2 separate regions of the Mus musculus genome follow, and region 2 is linked to region 1. Evidence: chromatin contacts called from public HiCAR-type data. All regions are on one chromosome and are shown on one strand. The core of a region is the stretch at or near the end of the contact, and the rest is flanking DNA. Distances in the headings are between cores, read along the strand shown. Region 1 holds the start of 4930486F22Rik (RIKEN cDNA 4930486F22 gene). Region 2 overlaps Syn3 (synapsin III).

Region 1 (3,123 bases), core at 582-3,081:
AGAATTCTTTGTCTTTCTGCCTCTGCCCATTAAGTGCTGGGATTAAAGGGATCTAATGTCATGCCAACTCTCTAAATACTTCTAATGCATATTTGGGAAGTGTGTGTGTGTGTGTATGTGTGTGTGTGTGTGTGTGTGTGTGTGTGTGTGTGTGTGTGTGTGTGTGTTTCAGATATGCTTAAGGATTAGTCTAAATAGTGAGCTTACTCTCACTAACCAGTTTTATTTACACACACACACACACACACACACACACCAACACCATGGTTCTGGTGTCTTTGTCTTGAAAAGAGCTTATATTATGCTCTGAAGAGTAATATCAGTGGCCCATCTCTGTAATCGCAGCCCTCAGAAGCTAAGTATGAGACCCAATAGTCTGTGCCTAGGCTATATAGCAAGCAAGACTCTTTCAGAATAAAAGTGGGGAGGGTTGGTCTTTCAATTCCCTGTCATGCCAACTCTCTAAATACTTCTAATGCATATTTGGGAAGTGTGTGTGTGTGTGTATGTGTGTGTGTGTGTGTGTGTGTGTGTGTGTGTGTGTGTGTGTGTGTGTGTGTTTCAGATATGCTTAAGGATTAGTCTAAATAGTGAGCTTACTCTCACTAACCAGTTTTATTTACACACACACACACACACACACACACACCAACACCATGGTTCTGGTGTCTTTGTCTTGAAAAGAGCTTATATTATGCTCTGAAGAGTAATATCAGTGGCCCATCTCTGTAATCGCAGCCCTCAGAAGCTAAGTATGAGACCCAATAGTCTGTGCCTAGGCTATATAGCAAGCAAGACTCTTTCAGAATAAAAGTGGGGAGGGTTGGTCTTTCAATTCCCTTAAGTGTGATCTGGTTTGAAGTATCATCTAGCCCACTGGCTAGTTCCTCCCTCCAGGGACACTCCTCCAAAGATTTCTGCTACTTGTGGCTTGGGAAGAACCTGGAAAACAATCACATAAAGTCACACTTCCCATACTGCATCAAGGCAGCCTGGAGCACTAGAGGCATCGCAGCCCATTCTGAGCTTTCAAAGAAAGCACACCAGTTCCCAGCCATGAGTGGTCACTGTGCAAATGACTAGCCGTGAAGCTCAGGGCACCTAGGCTGGATCCTGAGTGCCTTCCAATGCACTGTATCTTCAGTTGGTGGGGATGTGTGGAGGCTGTGTTTTAAATAAAAGTGCCCTGTGAAAAGCTCAGTGAGGTGCAAGGAATGAGAGATGGTGCCTCGTGGTTTGGGAGTTTCCTTCAGTATCCAACAAATTTACACACCCTATTAGTAATTGTAAGTTCTTTCGTCATGAAATATTATATTCATTGCGAATTCTTGGAACACTTAACAAGTTTATCAGGATGTAAATAATTGTTAAGCTTTAATCTCTTCATAAATAAAACTGGTATCTTGGCGTAAGAATTTTTTTTTAAAATAAACCCCTAAATGAGGCAACACAAACCCAGAAAGTTTGGGAGCCGCGAGCTTAGGGCTTTCGTAACTTCTGTGTATCTCCTCTAAGCTTTGGGTGAAGGACTCCAGGGCTGATGCTGAGCTAAAGCATGGGTGTGGCCTGACAGTAATGTTACTCAGAACCTGTTCCTGGCGGGGGGAGGGGGGGGGGAGCTTGTGCCTAGCGGGTGTGTGCAGGTACACATGCATGTGGAGGGCAGGGGACAACCTCTGGAGCCATCCTCCCTGATTTTAGAGACAGGGTCTCTCACTGGGACTTAGGACTTGCTGATTGGGCAAAGACACAAGGATCTGCCCGCCCAGCTCTGGGATTACAAGTGTGTGCCACCATACCTGGCTTTTGTATAGACGCTGACGGTTGAACTCAGGTCCTTGGGCATGCGCAGTAGGCAGTTTTGGACTGAACCATCTCCCCGGTCCCCAGAATCTGTTCATACTCCTGCTTTGTAAGTGTAGTTGCTGCAAGAGTGAAGACTGAAGTGTGGACACTATACCCCTCCTTAGAATTGGGAACAAAACACCCATGGAAGGAGTTACAGAGACAAAGTTTGGAGCTGAGATGAAAGGATGGACCATGTAGAGACTGCCATATCCAGGGATCCACCCCGTAATCAGCATCCAAACGCTGACACCATTGCATACACTAGCAAGATTTTATCGAAAGGACCCAGATGTAGCTGTCTCTTGTGAGACTATGCCGGGGCCTAGCAAACACAGAAGTGGATGCTCACAGTCAGCTAATGGATGGATCACAGGGCTCCCAATGGAGGAGCTAGAGAAAGAACCCAAGGAGCTAAAGGGATCTGCAACCCTATAGGTGGAACAACATTATGAACTAACCAGTACCCCGGAGCTCTTGACTCTAGCTGCATATGTATCAAAATATGGCCTAGTCGGCCATCACTGGAAAGAGAGGCCCATTGGACACGCAAACTTTATATGCCCCAGTACAGGGGAATGCCAGGGCCAAAAAGGGGGAGTGGGTGGGTAGGGGAGTGGGGGTGGGTGGGTATGGGGGACTTTTGGTATAGCATTGGAAATGTAAATGAGCTAAATACCTAATAAAAAATGGAAAAAAAAAAACCTTCCTAGGAGGTAAGCAGGAAGCCTGACCCCCCATGTAGCTAGTTTCTTAGCATGCTGCTGTGGCTTTGAAATGAGCTGGATGCCTGCCTCTCTGGTACAGAAACAGGAAAACAAGTCTCCATTTGTAGGCCATGATTATGCTTCTGTTATCTCAAACAAGGAGTAGCCTGTTTGCCAATGGCCTGCCAGCTCCCCTTGCCAAAAAGTTAAGACCATAGAATGACTGCCCAGAACTGGGCATCATTATTGGTCAATGTCCTTCAGCTTTTAGCTGGTTGGCCAATAACCCTGGTCAGTAAACTACCTTATGGGTTTATCTTTATTTTAAAAAAAAAAAGTGTGTGCTTTGGCCATAGCAGGAAGAAACATTCCCTAAGCCTGGTCTTCCAGGGAGACATGATGGGAATTTACTGGACTAAAGTGAGCAGCTGGCCAACACTTGCTATAAAGTTTTTGAATGGTCTGAAACAATGCGGTGAGCTTCAAGTGTGCTCAAGCACCATGCTTCTGGGGAAGGTCTGAACCCCATTTCTGCATTCATCTCAAAGGGAAGATGGATTAGATGTGGAGG
Region 2 (3,365 bases), core at 114-2,613, 33 kb before region 1:
GGCCTCTGCCTCAGTTTCTACTCTGATTTCCCTATGATGGACTGTGATTGGAACATGTAAGCCAAAAAAACAAAACAAAACAAAACACCCTTGGCTCCCTAAGTTCCTATTGATCATGTGGTATTTGAAAAAAAAAAAACAAGACGGGGTGGGGGTGGGGCATGCCATGAGCTTTGCAGCAGTGATGCTAAATAAGCAGATGGAGACTTGCTTCCTAGATGACTCTGAGCCATGTCTGAAAATAGCTTTAGTTGTTACAGTTAGGGTAACAGGGAGGTCCTTCTGGAACCTACCAGGAGGAAGCCAGAGTGCCGGTCAACACCCCCAATATACAAGAAAGCTTCCTACAACAAAGAACTCTACAGCCACAAACATCATCCATATTAAATGGAAGGAAAAACCATTGCATTTGGATAAATTTGATTTTATTTCCTCCATTGAACATTTTACAAGGCTGGAAACCAGACAATGCTGTGAGGATTGTAGAGTTCAACATCAAGTATATTGTAGTATTTAAAAGTCCACACAGGACTCCATATCAGTGGATACGTGGCTGTGGGGTCAACCAACAGACCCAAAATGAATAAGAAAAAAGTTGTCTCTATACTTAAAATGACTATTTTTCTTGCCATTATACTCTAAAGTGGTATGTATAGTGTGCTATGAATACAGAAGCTGTATACAGAAGGTGCAGCTATTATACCATCTTATATAAGGGACATGAGCATTCACAAACAGGTTTTTACAGTCTTTTTTAAGCATTTATGATTTATTAGAGATTCAATGTGAGAGTTTTTTCTGTCTTTCTTTCTTATTTTATTTTTAATTAATTATTTTATTTATTTACATCCCAAATGTTGCCCCCACTTCCAGTCCCTCCCTCCAAGAGTTCTTCACCCCCTTCCTCCTCCCCCTCGACTCTAAGAGGGTGCAACCCCAAGGGCATCTCCCTTCTCTGGAGCATCAAGTCTCTACAGGATTAGGCACATCCAGTGTTTACAGTGTTAAGCTTTCAATGTTTTCCTCTTTGGAAGCAGCACATTACAGCAACTTTGGATACCATTTGAATCTAGATCCCACCACTTGTGAGTTGTAACACTGTAGATAAGTTACCTTGACTACCCTCACCCACCATAATTCCTTCTTTTGTGAAGTGAAGATAATGATAGTGGTATCAGCGTCACATCACGTGCTGATTGTAAGGATTAAGAGCAACTTTGCTCTTCTTCTTTGCTCATATTCTAGTTCAGTGCTGGGACAAGTGCGCACTCAGTGGATATTAGACGACAGTAGAATGGTGGAAGCCTGAACCCGCTCTGAGGACCCCAAACCCAGCTGAAGTAAGCAGGAGATGACTACACATCATCAGCTGTCAGAGTTCACTTGGCTGCAAATTCAGTCTGAGTCAAACAAGTGTCAGGCTGCCAAGCGCTTACCTCAGCAAATGAGAAATATGCATAGATGAAAATGGGCTCAGCTGCATTACCCATTGTAAAAATAAAGTTTATAACCACCAGAGTAGCTAAAAATGAAAAGATTAATAACACTAATTGTTGGCAAGGACCCAGAATCTATTGCTTCGAAGTTGAAGACGGAGAAGTTCTTTTGGTGTAGCTGGCTCTATATGCATCACATACAACAACACAAAGTGGCTGTCATAGTAGTTTTGATTTTAACTTCCAAAACTCATGTATCTGTTAACAGTAACAAAATTACAGTGTATTCATGCAAGCTAAAGGTTTCGGGAATACAAGGAAACTAAACTACTTACTTGTACAGTATAAGTGAATCTCACATTGTCGAGGAAACCAAGTCAGATACTTAGGAATTCTGGTTTTGATCATTTCATTCACATGAAGTTGAAAGCCCCAAGGAAAACTATAGTTTTTTAGGTTCCTATAGTTAACTGGGATAATTTTAGGTGATAAAAGATTTAGGATTTAGAAGGGCAAGTCTGGAGCTTAGTAGTCGAATACTTTCATGACATACACAACTCCCCAGATCATCTCCAGCACTGCAAAACAAACAAGTTAGAATAGAAGTTATCTTCAGGACCAGTGTTTGCTGAGCTGAGTTTTAAGTGGGCAACGTTCTTGACCTGGTGGTCAAGAATGGCTACAGCGATGTTTGCTTTGTGTCTATTCACAGAATTGTCTGTTGTGTTGTGTGTCCTTTCCCATAGGTGTATTAGATTTCAAAATACCATAAGGTTTTAAACTAGAAGAGACTCTGGGGATATAGGCCTGGATCTGTGATATCCAGAACAAAGGAAGAGGCTACAGCTAGAAGTGTGTGTTCAATTCTTGATTGTGCTCTAATTCTGGGAGTTAAAGGAAGACACTGACATACTGGGGAGTGAAGAATAACTAACAAAGGAATGTGCTATCTAGTCCTGGAGGACCAGAGATGCTGTAAGCAGCATTTTCAAAACATGAAGCATGAATAAGGAAGCTTAGACCTGTGGTTTCTACATTCATCTGGTGAGCAAGGCAGGAGAAAAAGTCAGGGTCAGGCTTGTTGAAGGAGCAACTTTGTAGCAATAAGAACACTAGAGACTGTCCAACTTCTCAAGTGGGGTGTTCTTACCATTATACAGGCAGTGTCTTAGCAGATGTCCAAGCCCCTAAAATTCAGACAAATATGTAGGTGCAAAGAGTTTGCTATTTCTCACAGGTAACTTCACACAAAGGCCTCATAGTTCCAAATATGAGGGCTCCAACCTGTAATCCCCATACCAGGGATGTTAAGGCAGAACGATTGCTATAAGTTAGAGACTAAGCTGAGCTGCATAGTTTAGCCTACTACATACCTAGTTGGGCTATGTAGTGGGACATTTTCTCAAAACGAACAGAAAATGGCACCTCTGGTAGATCCCTGTATTACTCTTCATTGATGAGTTTCTATAGCTTGAATTAATTGAAAGGAATAGTGTAATATATCTCCATTTGAAGGAATTTAGAATCACCATGGAAAATCCAGGTCTGGATGTATCTATGAGGGTGGTTTCCAGAAAAGTTAACCCCAAGAGAAGAGACTCCCCCTGAATGTGAGCAGCACCGTGCCTTAGGCTGGGGTTTCAGACTAGATAAACAGGAGGAAGCAAACTGAGCACTAGAACCCATCTCTCTCTGCTTCCTAACTGTGGATGCACCATAACCAGCTGTGTCAAGCTCCCCCCACCATGACCTCCCATGCTGTGAATCAAAATAAGCCCTTCGGTGCTGACACAGATTATGTCAGTCATTTTTGCCACAGCAATGAAAAAAGCTATTACACCATCGCAGCATTAAAGGTCAAGTTCAAGGCATCTCCTGGGGAGGCTGAGGCAGAGGGATGCCCTGAGACCCCAGGAATTAGAGGCTAGC

What was found. HiCAR-type assays count read pairs that join an accessible place to other places.
Region 2: a contact with region 1 is called in a HiCAR-type map of kidney, with 2.3 times the contacts expected there. The contact joins the enhancer-like site here to the promoter of 4930486F22Rik in region 1. A contact is called at or near these places in 8 of 39 promoter capture datasets (3T3-L1-derived adipocytes, the HPC-7 cell line, HPC-7-derived erythroid cells and 5 more), 1 of 15 datasets of contacts at CTCF or cohesin (the NIH/3T3 cell line), 5 of 484 Hi-C or Micro-C datasets (the HPC-7 cell line, cochlea, cortical neurons and 2 more) and 2 of 115 datasets of contacts at active chromatin or transcription factors (embryonic stem cells and kidney).

Annotation. Positions count from the first base shown.
Region 1 is chr10:86,094,562-86,097,684 of GRCm38.p6, reverse strand. 4930486F22Rik (RIKEN cDNA 4930486F22 gene) reads right to left here and starts at 1,831. Exons shown (of 3, transcript NR_038024.1): 1 at 1,800-1,831. All of the region lies in intron 7 of Syn3 (synapsin III), which reads left to right.
Region 2 is chr10:86,127,314-86,130,678 of GRCm38.p6, reverse strand. All of the region lies in intron 7 of Syn3 (synapsin III), which reads left to right. Among named protein-coding and RNA genes, the nearest start is that of Gm35636, 33 kb to the left of the region's middle. Within about 2 kb of position 1,363, at least 2 of the 459 cell types and tissues checked have an H3K27ac peak or open chromatin away from gene starts, as enhancers often do. A contact at or near this core is called in kidney, where this site is marked.